Linked DNA regions of Zea mays: region 2 is linked to region 1. The links are chromatin contacts, called in public Hi-C maps. All regions are on one chromosome and are shown on one strand. Each heading gives the region's core, a stretch centred on a gene start, on an enhancer-like site or on the middle of the called end of the contact. The rest is flanking DNA. Distances are from core to core; before and after follow the strand shown. Region 1 holds the start of LOC103631857 (putative calcium-binding protein CML27). Region 2 holds the start of LOC100281149 (legume lectins beta domain containing protein).

The links. A called contact is a pair of places that touch in the nucleus more often than the background predicts.
Region 2: a contact with region 1 is called in a Hi-C map of endosperm, with 2.6 times the contacts expected there. The contact joins the promoter of LOC100281149 here to the promoter of LOC103631857 in region 1. A contact is called at or near these places in 6 of 25 Hi-C or Micro-C datasets (bundle sheath, ear, endosperm and 2 more).

Annotation. Positions count from the first base shown.
Region 1 is chr7:287,423-293,679 of Zm-B73-REFERENCE-NAM-5.0, reverse strand. It overlaps LOC103631857 (putative calcium-binding protein CML27), which reads right to left and starts at 3,214. Exons shown (of 5, transcript XM_008653681.3): 1 at 2,781-3,214; 2 at 2,558-2,673. The coding sequence starts at 3,029.
Region 2 is chr7:469,143-475,909 of Zm-B73-REFERENCE-NAM-5.0, reverse strand. LOC100281149 (legume lectins beta domain containing protein) reads left to right here and starts at 4,259. Exons shown (of 1, transcript NM_001154068.3): 1 at 4,259-5,891. The coding sequence starts at 4,577. The coding sequence ends at 5,584. LOC100384566 reads right to left here and starts at 3,552. Exons shown (of 6, transcript NM_001177077.1): 1 at 3,006-3,552; 2 at 2,722-2,928; 3 at 1,994-2,606; 4 at 1,785-1,894; 5 at 1,645-1,704; 6 at 1,357-1,557. The coding sequence starts at 3,456. The coding sequence ends at 1,535. LOC103631856 (laccase-14) reads left to right here. Exons shown (of 2, transcript XM_008653680.3): 2 at 1-1,348. The coding sequence ends at 1,218.

The DNA.
Region 1 (6,257 bases), core at 1,965-4,464:
AATAAGAAGACTACATTTTTTCACCGAAGGACCAAAAAAGGGGACACACCCAGTGTTGGAGGTTCCCACATGAGTGAAATTTTAGCTGATCAAGGCATAGACAATGAAATGGAAACCATAGATCAAAATGAATACTTCAAATAAAAAATGCAAGCATTAGCATACAGCACAATGCTAGCAAAGAAAAGGAAACGGACTAATTTTGACATCCACAAAACTCACTGACTCAGATCAGGAAATTTAAGAGAAAAAACTAAAGCCTCTTAGAGTTTTAGTTATCACTTAAAAAGGTACATGGACCAATGTGACAAAACAGTAGCCTTGTCAAGAACCTAATAAGATGGTAAAATATTCCATTGAGGCATAAGCTTATTAAATTTACAAAAGTAGAGAACACAGGCTCGTGTAAAATTTTCATAGGTCGGCCCAACTACATTTAAGCAACAATCCCTTTGCATTAAAAAAAGGGACTTAAGAACCTGGTTTGAACCACAGCAGCACAACTGCCTTTCCATTAGAAGAAACTGTAAAAGTCTAGGAACCAAATGTTCAACATATTGCAGCTTTTAATTTTTCAGGTGAATTCATATAAGAACCAAATATATAAAAATGGCCGTTCCCTCAAAGACAATAAAATAACTTCCATACAAGTAATCTAGATCCATAACATAAATAAAGGCTATTATATTGTGATTTTGCTTCTACATCAGAAAAATAAAATTGCTTTGTGATTACAAAGCATCAAAACGAAAATTAAAGAGTAAGCAAAAAATACCAGGGCAGTTAACACCAATGATCCCCGTTAGGGCAAAAAAAGTGAAAGATGGACCCCCCCCCCCCCCCAAAAAAAAAACTTCATGACAATATTTAAGTAGAAACCATAAGGGCTCCAACAACACAGTTAAAAAAACACAGCTATTAATCACAAAATTATTTAAGGATGGATTTGGAAAGCCAGGTAATTGTTTATAGACCAAGCACCAGTGTGGCCATATAGACATCTGTTCAAGGTAAACCAAGAAGTAGAATATTGCACAAACTAATTATCCTAGGGATTGTCAAGCAACAGCAGAACATTCGAATGATAACAAGAATTTTGCAGATGATCGTTATGATATAGCAAGCATAAGTAGGAATCCTGATCAGTCTCACCAAATAATGCAATATGAGGTTATTCATTATCAATGCAGGTAACTGATATTGCAAGGCCATGAAAGAAACTACCTTCTCTTTCCTCATATATCAGAGATTATGACAAACGCCCAAATTACCTACAAGTGAAAGATAAATTTATTTGGCAGGGTGAATAGTGCCATCTCTAGTAAAACGAATTATGTAACCCTAGAATCAACATGAACACTCGCTGATGCACAGCATTCTAAATTAGGTGCGATAATTCAGCAAACATCTCTTCTAACAAGTAATTATGTGTCATGAAATAAAGATGGGCACACCTGTATACTCGCATAAAAAGCAAAGAGGATAAAAGAAGCAATATTTTTTTATTAATTAGAAACTAAAGAGTGCTGTATAACAACACAGGGCACCAACCACATGATCCACATTTCAACAGGTATAAGTGTATTAAGATACTGGTATAAAGGGAGAAAAGGACATAAGACCAAATAATGAGCAGAGATGAACAAAAATTGCTGTTGATGACTGTAGATGGCAGCCCCCTCCCCGCCAACAATGTATTGAATCGTGCCATTTGTATATAGAATTAGTCAGATGAATTATTATATCATGAAATCTAGTGGTATGGTAACTTGAGATGCGCCAGTGTACGCCCATGGGATACAAAAAATGCAATTGCATAGACTTGGCATTAATATCACATCATATAGATACAGTGGCATGCCTTTTTTTCCTGGAAGCAGAGACATAGAGAAAGCTACAGGATCACTTCTTCATCATTCCAACAGCATCTATGTAAGGACATATTGGTCAATAACATGCAAAACTTAAAAGATTTGAAATACCAGATTATATAATCAACATACTACAGTGCTTTCACATGAAATCAGAAGCTAAGTTGAGTATCGAGGTGCAGTACAAAGTTTTTTAGTAGGGCAAGTTTGCCATCTCAATAAATGGTACAATATGAGAGTTTAGGATCCTATGAGACCACAAGACAAGTTCCTGGTTGCAAGTATACAGAGTATAGGAGGCTGATTCATGCTCAATTGGTGGTGAAAAATATGCTTCCAAGGAAGCGATCTAATTATCACAAGCATGTTACTTAAATGTGAAAGAAGAGGCTAAATCGTATAGTGAGCACATACAGTTATAGAAACATCAGATCAACTGGCTAACCTGTGTAACATTAATTAATATGTATATATGTATAAAGGCTAGCTGCAAGCGAGAAGAATATACAAGTTGAGAAAGAGGAAAGCTGGCAAATCATGTGAGATGCGAAATGCTAATCACGAAAGAGACAGTGCATCAAGCGAAATCATAAGGGTCAAGCGGGCACTGCTATCTTAAGGACCGAGTGAGTATCAGTGTCATATATGATGATGAAGCGAAGTAGAGATTGAGTGAGAGTACCAACCTAATGTGTGTTGGGCAGAGGAGGGCCCCTTCCCTCTGAACCTTGCCAACGCGCAGGGAAACGAGGGGAACACAGAGGCAACGCGCGAGCATGCCCACCTCCGACACCTCGAAGTGCTGCAAGAGAGGAAGGAAGCGAGCGAGCAGAATGTGAATGAATAGATCCGTAAACCCTAGGCAACCGAACAGCAGTAGGACGAGGCAAGGCAAAAGCGAAAGGTTACCTGCGCGAGGTGTGCGATGAGTCGGTCGTCCGCTGCGCCGCAGGAGACGTTGAGGGTGAGGAGCGGCCTGAGGCGCTCGTCGGCGCGGCAAGCCCCCATGAGCTGCTGGCGCAGAGGCGGTGGCGGTGGCGGTGGAGGGATACCCTCTTCGCGTTCAGATCGGGAGGTCTCCGGGTCGTCGGCGTCGGGGAAGGCGCGGGTTTCAGGCTCCAGCTCCTCCCCTCTGTCCCTGGTTGGCGGCGGGTCCATCGGGGGAGGGGAAGAGAAGGGAAGCTAGGGTTGGCCGGGAGGACGAGTCCGGGATTGATCGGATTCCCTTGGATGGGATGGGATGGGATGATGAGTGGTTTGACGAATGCCCGAGCATCCACCACCACATCCCCGGTAGATATTTTGTCTCGATGAAAGAAGACGGAGAGAGGATCCCAAAGCATTCAATAATCACAACTAATTTACATTTAAACTTTTAAATAATATTTAGGTGCCAAGTTTTTTATAAAAATAATATGCAGTGTCAGATTTTTTATAAAAAAATAAATACAAAACAGCGGAACTAACTAGTTAATAAACACTGTTACCCGTGCGTCGCGCAACTCACAACAATATCCACGTAACTTATCCACCAAAAAGATCTCAAGATTTTTTATTGATTGTCTCCATTCTTCACATAATATTTTTATGAACGCACGAGTACCATAGCCAGCAAATCAGAGACACACATCTCTCGCCTCCCCCACTTCCAAGGTTTCATAGAGCATGAGGAGAAGGGAAGAAGTAGACATACTTGTTCGTTGCCGGAGAAAGACACGACGAAGACTTGTGCATCTGGAGACGACATAGTTAGTATACCGCTAGATATATAGGGAGAGAGCGCGCAAGCGGAGAAAGAAGCCTAGCCGGAGCAGCTCCTAACTGAGAGGCACCCACACCAGGCGTCAATCCGAGAAGGGCGAGAGAATGCGAGTGTCTTCTCAGCCATGGACCCGCTGAAGCAACACAACACCACCACCAACTTCGTAGCATATTGTCGGCGTTTCGACCCCGGGGGTCCCTGGACCGACGAGTAAAATTGTCGCTGCGTGCCCCAGCCCAGATGGGTTGGCGCGAGATGGAACACAAAAGGGGGGAAAACTGTGGCTCGTGTTATCCTGCGCCAAAGGGGGGTGCGCTTGCAGTAGGGGTTACAAGCGTTCGCGAGGGAGAGAGAGAGGGAGAGAGAGAGAGCGTGAGCCGGTTCGTCGGCCTGTCCTCCCGCGCGACCCCCCTCTCGCATGAGGGCCCTGGACCCTCCTTTTATAGATGCAAGGAGAGAATCCAGGTGTACAATGGGGGTGTTGTTATATGCTAACGTGTCCGGCAGAGAGGTGCCAGAGCCCTGTGTACATGCCAACGTGGCTGTCGGAGAGGTGCTAGAGCCCTGTGCACGCGGTGTCGTGGCCGTCGGAGGAGCGCTGGAGCCCTGTAGAAGCACAGCTGTCGGGGCTGCTGGGACCTTGCTGACGTCTCCTTGCTTCCGTAGGGGGCTGAGAACCACCGTCGTCATGGACGCACGCGGGGAGCCATCATTACTTGTTACCGGGGCGAGCCTGGATGGGACGCCGGTCTTGTTCCCCCGTAGCCTGAGCTAGCTAGGGGTAGGGTAATGATGTATCCCCTGCGGCGTGGTCGGTCCGAGCCCAAGGTCGGGCGAGGCGGAGACTCCTCCTGAGGGCGAGGCCGGGGTCGGGCGAGGACGCGATTCCTCCCGAGGTCGAGGTTGAGGCCGAGCCCTGGGGTCGGGCGAGGCGGAGACCACCTTCCGAGGTCGAGGTTGAGGTCGAGCCCTGGGGTTGGGCGAGGCGGAGACCACCTTCCGAGGCAGAGGCGGGGGCCGAGCCCTGGGGTCAGGCGAGGCGGAGACCTCCTCCTGAGGCCGAGGCCCAAGGTCGGGCGAGGCGGAGCTTCCTGTTGAGCCTGAGGCTTGGACTCAGCTGCTGTCAGCCTCACCCTGGCGGGTGGCACAGCAGTCGGAGAGGGGCGAGCGGCGCTGTTTTCCTATCAGGTCAGTCAGTGGGAGGGTGAAGTGACTACGGTCACTTCGACCTTGCCGACTGAGGCACACTTGTCAGGATAAGGCGCCAGGCGATCCTTGCATTGAATGCGCCTGCGATACGGTCGGTTGGTGAGGTGATTTGGCAAAGGTTGCTTCACAACGAAGCCTGCCCAAGCTGGGCTTCGGGCGAGTCGAGGGTGCGCCTGTTGCTTGAGGAGGCCCTCGGGCGAGGCGTGAATTCGCCTGGGACTACAGTTCCCGTCCGAGGCTGGGCTCGGGCGAGGCGAGATCGCGTCCCTTGAGTAGACGAAGCCTTGACCTGAATTGCGCCCATTAGTCTCTGCAATTTGTGCTGATGGTGATTACCAGCCAAGTTTAGGAGTGTTGGGGGTACCCCTAATTATGGTACCCGACAGTAGCCCCCGAGCCTCAAAGGGAGTGTTGGTACTCGCTTGGAGGCTTTGTCGCACTTTTTTGCAAGGGGACCGGCCTTTCTCGGTTATATTTTGTTCCGGTGGGTGCGCGCGAGTGCACCCACCGGGTGTAGCCCCCGAGGCCTCGGAGGAGTGGTTTGACTCCTCCGAGGTCTTAATGCCTTTCGTGATGCCTCGGCCGGTCTGGTTGCTCCCTCATGCGATCTGATCGTAGCCCGGGTGCGTGGTCAGGTTCCGAGTTTTTAGGCTGGTTTGTTGACGCTGTCAACGGTTTGGCCATAGCCGGGTTTTGCGAGAGCAGCCCCCGAGCCTCTGCGCGGAGCGAGAGGACGATCAAGGACTGTCTCGGCTTTTATCATACGCCCCTTCGTCGCCTTTCCGCAAGGAGGAAGGGGGGAAAGCGCCATGTTGCCCTCGGAGGGCGCCGAACATGGTGTCTCCAGTGAGTTGCTAACGGGTGATCCGAGTGGGCGCCCGTGCCCCGTTCGATAAGGGTCGGCTAGTGGCCCAGAGGCGCGCTCCAAAAGTACCTGCAGGTGATTTGCCGGACCCGGTCCCGTTCGATAGGGTCCGAGGGCTCAATGCTTCCCTCTGATGGGATTCCATTACAAAATCGCTCCTGCTGGTCTTGGAAATGTCCTAGGGTACCTCGGGAGCGTAGCCCGAGCCTCGACCATGTATCAGACGTACCCAGAGTCATCCCTCGCTCTGCGTGCTCTGGGGCGACTGTCGAACCCTTCCGAGGGGCCAGCCTTCGAACCCCTGATTAGTAGTGGGCGCGGAGCCCGAGTGCTCTGAGGCGGCTGTCGAACCCTTCCGAAGGGCCAGCCTTCGAACCTCTGATCAGTAATGAGCCTGAAGCCCGAGTGCTCTGGGGCGGCTGTCGAACCCTTCTGAGGGGCCAGCATTCGAACCCCTGATCAGTAGGAGGGCTCGGGGCCCGCTTCCTTCGCGGAGAAGGATCCCTTTCGAAATATCCCCTTTCCCGGTCCCTGTGGCAAGAGAGAGAAA
Region 2 (6,767 bases), core at 3,010-5,509, 180 kb before region 1:
GTCGTCGACGTCGAGAGGCAGGCACTCCTCATGGGAGCAGGACCCAACAACTCAGTCGCGCTAACTATCAACGGCCTCATTGGTGCCGGCGGTGGTGGCGGCAGCGAGAACAGCTCCTCCTCCTCCTCCTCCCAGTATGAACTCGCCGTGCAGCGCGGCAGGACGTACCTGCTCCGCATCATCAATGCCGCTCTCAACTACGAGCTCTTCTTCAAGGTCGCCAACCACTCCTTCACCGTCGTCGCCGCCGACGCCTGCTACACCGACCCCTACCACACGGACGTCATCGTCATCGCGCCGGGACAGACGGTGGACGCTCTCATGCGCGCCGACGCCGACCCGGGCCGCCGCTACTACATGGCCGCACAGGTGTACCAGAGCCTCGCAAACGCCACCTACAGCGCCGCCACCACGGCACTCCTAACCTACCTGCCGGACGCCTCGGGGTCGGACGACGAGCAGCCGACGCTGATGCCTACCATGCCAGCGTTCAACGACAGCGCCACCGCTCAGAGCTTCTACGCGAGCCTCACGGGGCTGCTGCAGGACGGGGTGCCGCTCCACGTGGACACGCGGATGCTGGTCACGTTCGGCCTGGGCGCCACGCCGTGCGCGTCGGCGCAGACGCTCTGCAACCGGACGCTGGGCTCCGTGGCGGCCAGCATGAACAACGTCTCCTTCCAGCTCCCGACGACCATGTCGTTGCTGGAGGCGCACATGCGGGGCGCGCCGGACGGCGTGTACACGCGCGACTTCCCCGACCGGCCGCCGGTGATGTTCGACTTCACGGGCGACGCCATGGCGGCCAACCGGTCGTTCATGCTCACGTCCAAGGGCACCAAGGTGAAGACGCTGCGGTACAACGAGACGGTGGAGGTGGTGCTGCAGAACACGGCCGTCCTTGGCGCCGAGAACCACCCGCTGCACCTCCACGGCTTCAACTTCTTCGTGCTGGCGCAGGGCCCGGGCAACTTCAACGCGCACAGGCACGTCCGCAAGTACAATCTCGTCAACCCGCAGCAGCGCAACACCGTCGCCGTCCCTGGCGGCGGCTGGGCCGTCATCCGCTTCACAGCGGACAACCCGGGCGTCTGGATCATGCACTGCCACCTGGACGCGCATCTGCCCTTCGGCTTGGCCATGGCCTTCGAGGTTGAAGACGGGCCCACGCCCGACGCCGTGCTCCCGCCGCCCCCGCCAGACTACCCGCGCTGCTAGCAGCGTTCAGAAAAGAGAAGGAACAGACTGCCGGAGATGAAGGAACAAACTCTGTTTCAGTGTCCATCTATGGTTTTAAATTATAACAAAATTTGCAAATCTCTCAATAGACAGAATTTTGAGCAGCACAGCAAACTTGTGAAAAGTAGTAATTAGTAACGCGATATTAGCCTTTACATCGTGAACATAAAATGCTAACATAACATTAGAGTCATGCATGCTACATTGAAAATGCCCTCAGACAGACAGAGCAGGGCAGTTGGTCATGGAATGCCACCTGATTTGGCGAGATCTGAAAATCTACCTGCTAGCTGCTCTAAGAAGCTGCCCGGCCCTTGGCTGCAATGAAATAACCGAGGCATAGTTAGCAATCAATCGCAACGGGTGCTTAGAAGCAGGAGAAGCACAAGCCATATGAATACACACCAGGGCTCACAATCTTTATCCTCTTCGTAATAGCCCTGACAGAAGTAACAGCGGTCGCTCCTGCTTCAGAAAGGGATTTTGGTCAGTAATAATATATCGCAAATTGCCATCGGGGGATCTTATAAGAGAATGGTCACAACCTTGGGGATTCAATTCCTGAGCAGAATCTGCTGCGACTGGCTTCACTGAATCAGGTAGAACAGGACCCGCTGCCATATGACCACTAGCAGCAGCAGCAGCAGGCTCTAGCCTGCATTTGTTCAACATGCACAAGGAACAAGACTTAGCATGCACAGTTACTAGAAACCGAAAGGCATCTGACATAGAAATAGAACAGGTATGCCTATACCTTTGAACTTGATCACTTGTGGAAGCGTTCAGGACACCTTCATTGTCAAGATCGAAGTCAAGCAGGAGCTCAGAAAACGAAAATTCACCATCACATATATCGAAGTTCGTGAAATCCATGTCAAAGTCATATTGCTTGTCTTCGTCGGAGGAGGCAGAGGCAGAGGCCTTGTCGCAAATCTGCTCACAGGGACCTAGCTCGGTGCAATCGAAGTTCAACTTGCGGGTGGTTGGTTTCAAGGGGGAACTGCGGGCGGTCGGTTTCAAGGGGGAGCTGAGATGGTAGCTCCTCTCGACAGCATAGTACGCGCTCCCTTTGAGAGGGCTGACGATGAGGGTCTTGGAAGAAGAAACGATAGAGCACTGGGAGGGGCCGATTTCCTGTTGGGCAACGGCACACGCTGGAGTTGCAGACGGATAAGCAGCAGCAGGCTGATCTTGTTGCTGCGGCGTGTAGGGAGAAGAGTGGGCCGGAGGTGGGAGCGGCGCAAACAAGCTCTTTGCAACAGATGAAGTTTGGAGTGGAGCTGAATGTTGAGCTGAAGTTGGTTGGGCAGCGGAACCCATGTTCTTCTGATGATTCGACGGTTGAAACGCCGCGGGTACAGCTCTACCTGGCATTTAGGAAGGTAGGGTTAGCATAATGCAATGTTTCTTATTTATGTTTTGTTATCAAAAGGATAAATATAAGCTTAATAAGGCTATGTGGAGGAAAGTTGTCATGTGTACCCTTTGCGTCGGTGGTTGTATTAGGAGCAATGCAGGATCTCTTGGAGGCTGAAGCGGCGGCGGTCTTCCCTGAAGCCTTCCTCTTTTTATTAGTGGGCAGAGAGGTGGGAGCTGGAGTGGACAGATCTGAGGAGGAGTTGTGGACAAGGCCCGCGGCGGATGCGTGAGCGTAGTGATGAACGAGAGGCGAGGCGTGGCCGGCGGTTCCTGCAGCAGAAGAGCAGTAAGTAAAGCAGAAAAGAACCAAACAGGTGAGGGGCATTGTAAGGCAATCGCAATAATACCTTGTGACGGAGGCGACGAAGAATTCGGCGCGTAGAAGAAGAGCGGCGGCGATGACGGCTGGGCACCGGTGGCGGCGTGAGGCGGGGGAAGGGGAGGCATCATCATGTTCATGTTCATGTTCATATGAGGCGGAGCAGCGGACGAGGAGCCGGATGCGTAGTAGGTGGAAACGAGAGATTGCATGGCCTGCATTGCGGATTCGATGGCGACGCGGGCCTCCTTGAGGGCGATGTAGTCGTGGAGGATGTCGGCGAGCGGGATGAGCCTCTTGGGCGTCTTCTTGCTGTATTTGGTGGGGCTGTAGATGTGCGCGGCTTCGGAGCGGAACGCGGCGAGGGCGGCGTTGAATCCGTTTTCGGCCAGGTAGCGGTCGACGAGGAATGCGACCTCCGCGGGGGTGACCTTCTTCTTGTTGGTGGAAGATTCGGCTGGCTTGGGCGGCGGCGCCATGGCGGATGCTGCAAGATGGATGTGGAGGGAGGTTGGGTGATCTAGTGTGATGTGGTGATGGATTGGGGATCTCGCCTCGTCTGAAGCAGAAGCAGGTTGGGGGTTTGCGAAGCGAGGATGGAGTGGAGGGAAGAAGTGGAGGAGAAAAACGAAACGAGGAGGGAACGGAAGAGCGCGCGCGGCAAACGGCAAATAGTGGTGGCGCCAACGCAGCTCCCGCCTTCCCATCATCCATTTTTGCCTTTGCTTTGCTGGGCCAGGCGGTGGATACATCATATACTGGCTGGGCCGCGGAAAGGAAATGAGGCCTCAGGATCTGACACAGGCTGTGCTGGCCTGGCCAGCAGGGCCCATGGTCTTCCAAAGCACAACAGAAGCAGCCCAACATGCACTCTGAGGGCATGTTTCTTTGATCATTATGTCACATCTGCACTGAATCAATACCACTAAAATAAATATTAGAGGGAATAAAACCCTAAATCTTGGGACGAATGGAGCTCAAACCTAACCTGCCGTTTCGCCACCGGAAAAGAAACGACCAACCAAGTTAGAAACGGAGGATTTTTTTTAATAAAAAACATAGAAAAGACAAAGGAAGGAATTTACTTATATGAATTTTGTTAGAACATGTGTTTGGATGAGTCCGTGAAAAACAGATAAGCAGAAGTGCAGAAGCAAGCAACAGGGAAAAGGCAAAAGCAGCAGCTTGCAATTTGCATTGGTCCCCTATTCTTTTTTTTTTCCTTTCCCTATCCTATCCATCGATCCCCTTTCTCTTCTTCCATCAGCCACACTCCACACACCTCTGCCCTGCACGCCAAGGCCAAGAACATCCATCCTCTCCCGATTCGAATACCCTGCAGGCTAATCTCATCTCAAGAGCAGAGTGTGTCATTCCCCATTCTCTTCCCTTCCCGAGTTGCCACTCACTGTTGCTTTGCTGCAGCCTGAAGGGGAAGGAAAGCAGAAATCTGCTGTTGGCTGATGAGATCCATCCATGCGGATGCAATCCACCACACCAGCAGCAGCAACAAAGCTAGCATTTTTCATCTGATTCATTTTTCATCTCTGCTTCATTTCCTTCCATCATTGTAAAATAACAACAATATCTACTGCTGCGATGGCAACGGAGATGCCGCCGCTTCTCGCCCTCTTCTTCCTCTGCCTCTCGCTTGCGCTGCGCCCCGCCACCGCCGTCTCTTCCCCGTCCTTCGCCCTCGACTTCTTCCCCGCCGCCGGCGCCATTGCGCAGCTCTCCCTCTCCGGCGGCGCCACCGCCAATGCCACCGCGGGTTCCGTCTCCATGCCCATCCCCGACGCACGGGTGCAGTACAGGACCCCCATTGCCGCGTCCGCCCTCCGCCTCGGATTCTCCACCTACTTCGCCTTCGCCCTCCCTCACGCCCCGTCCTCCCTCGCCTTCTTCCTCACACCCTCCGCCTCCCGCTCGCCCCCGGCCCTCGCACTCGTCTTCTCCGCGCGCCACATCCGCCTCGACCTCGCCGGCCGCACCGCCCTCCAGACGGAGACACGCCATCCCGTTCCCACCACCGCAAGCCACCTGCATGCCTGGATTGACTACTACCACAGCAACTCTTCTTCCAGTTCCGCCGACACGGACACTCTCCACGTACAACTCGCCGCCACGCGCATCCCCACCGCCAACCACCACCCGACCCCGACCCCGCCGCTCCTCTCCTACCCGCTCCATCTGCTCCCCGTCCTCCGCAGGGGCCCCATCCTTGCCGGATTCCGGACCTCCTCCGGGAACTGCACGCTCTTCAGCTGGGCGTTCCGCGCAGCTCCCAACCGGATGCACTCTCTGCCGCTCAACCCCGCCGACCTGCTCACCACGCCGCCGCCAGAGCGCGAAGCCAGAGCCAGCCAGCCAGCCCCCGACCGCCGCTACAGCAGCCCCTGGGGCGCCGCACTGTCCCTGCTGCTCGCGGCCGCGGCCGGCGCAATGCTCACCTTCATTGTGCTCTTCCTCTGGTATTACGCGACCAAGCGCCGGCCCGTCGCGCCGGTGGAGTACCCCATGCACCCCTCGCACGTCGTCTACGAGAAGATTGTGCTCGTCGGGGTCAAGGACGACGCCGCGGCTGCCGATGCCGCCGGGAACAAGTAGATGCTCCTACCACCACCACAAAGCAAGTAGATGCTGCCTTGCTTACCCACTTCACTAGTTCACTTCTGCTGCATTTGCATTTGCAACTGTGTTGTAGTTACTAGTACTAGTAAAGTAGTAATGGTGGAAACTGCAGATTTTGCCTCCCAAACCCAACAGGGCAAACTCTGCACTTTCCACCTTCAGTTAGCTTGTACAAGAGTGCTTCCTGTTGTTTTTGTGATCTTTGTCCCTAGTTAAATTGCAACACCGTCGGTACTGATGTATTTCCTTCCTTGCACTGATGCTGCTTAGTAATTTGCTTCTCTACTTATTAGTTGTGTTTCACTTCTCTGCTCTGACGGGCAAAACACAAAACTGATCTTTATTTTGCTCACATACTAATGTTCAACATAAATTGGTTCAATCCCCAATTCACCATGGCTTTGTACTATATTGCTACGAAATGGTAGTGTTCTTCTGTCTCACTAAATATCCTAGGTGCTGTTTGGTTCAAGAAATGTAACACAAATGATAATGGTAATGGTTTACGCTCGATTACTGGCGGTAACAAATTTAAATAGGCTGGTATCAATTTTTAGTGTGGTATTTGATTACGGTTGGACTAAAACAAACATGATTTAACGTTATCAGTTACCCATTGCGTTACAAATATGTGAACCAAACGGCACCCTAATTCCTACACTGTGGTCAGGTCATTTTACAAGAAGTTAGGGTTCTTCTTTCCCTTCGTTTCCATAAACGCCACACTGTTCTGTCTGCTGTGGTTCATCAACCTATATAATTTTGGCCTACTAGTAGTATTAGCTTTTGATGTTGTCCCAAAATAGCTCCAGCTCCAAGTTTGACCATGTTGATAGATATCTCTCAAGTTGACGACAAAGCGTGGCTAAAGTCCAACTTGGAGCAAGTGACCTGCATTTCATATTTCTAGATAGAGGCCAAAGATTTGATTTGACTCCTTTCGGTTAGCCAAAGTGACTTTGCATTATGATACTGTGTATGGGAGGAGATACTAGGACTATATATAAGTTTTCATAGTGCTGCTTTCAGTTGGGACTTAGGAACTACAAAACAGAATATGGAATCCAGGGTTGCTCTTACCTTTTTCTTTCCTTTCCTTTCTGCGGTAATAATTCACACCTTACCTTTTTCTTCCATTTACTTTCTGCTATAATAGTTG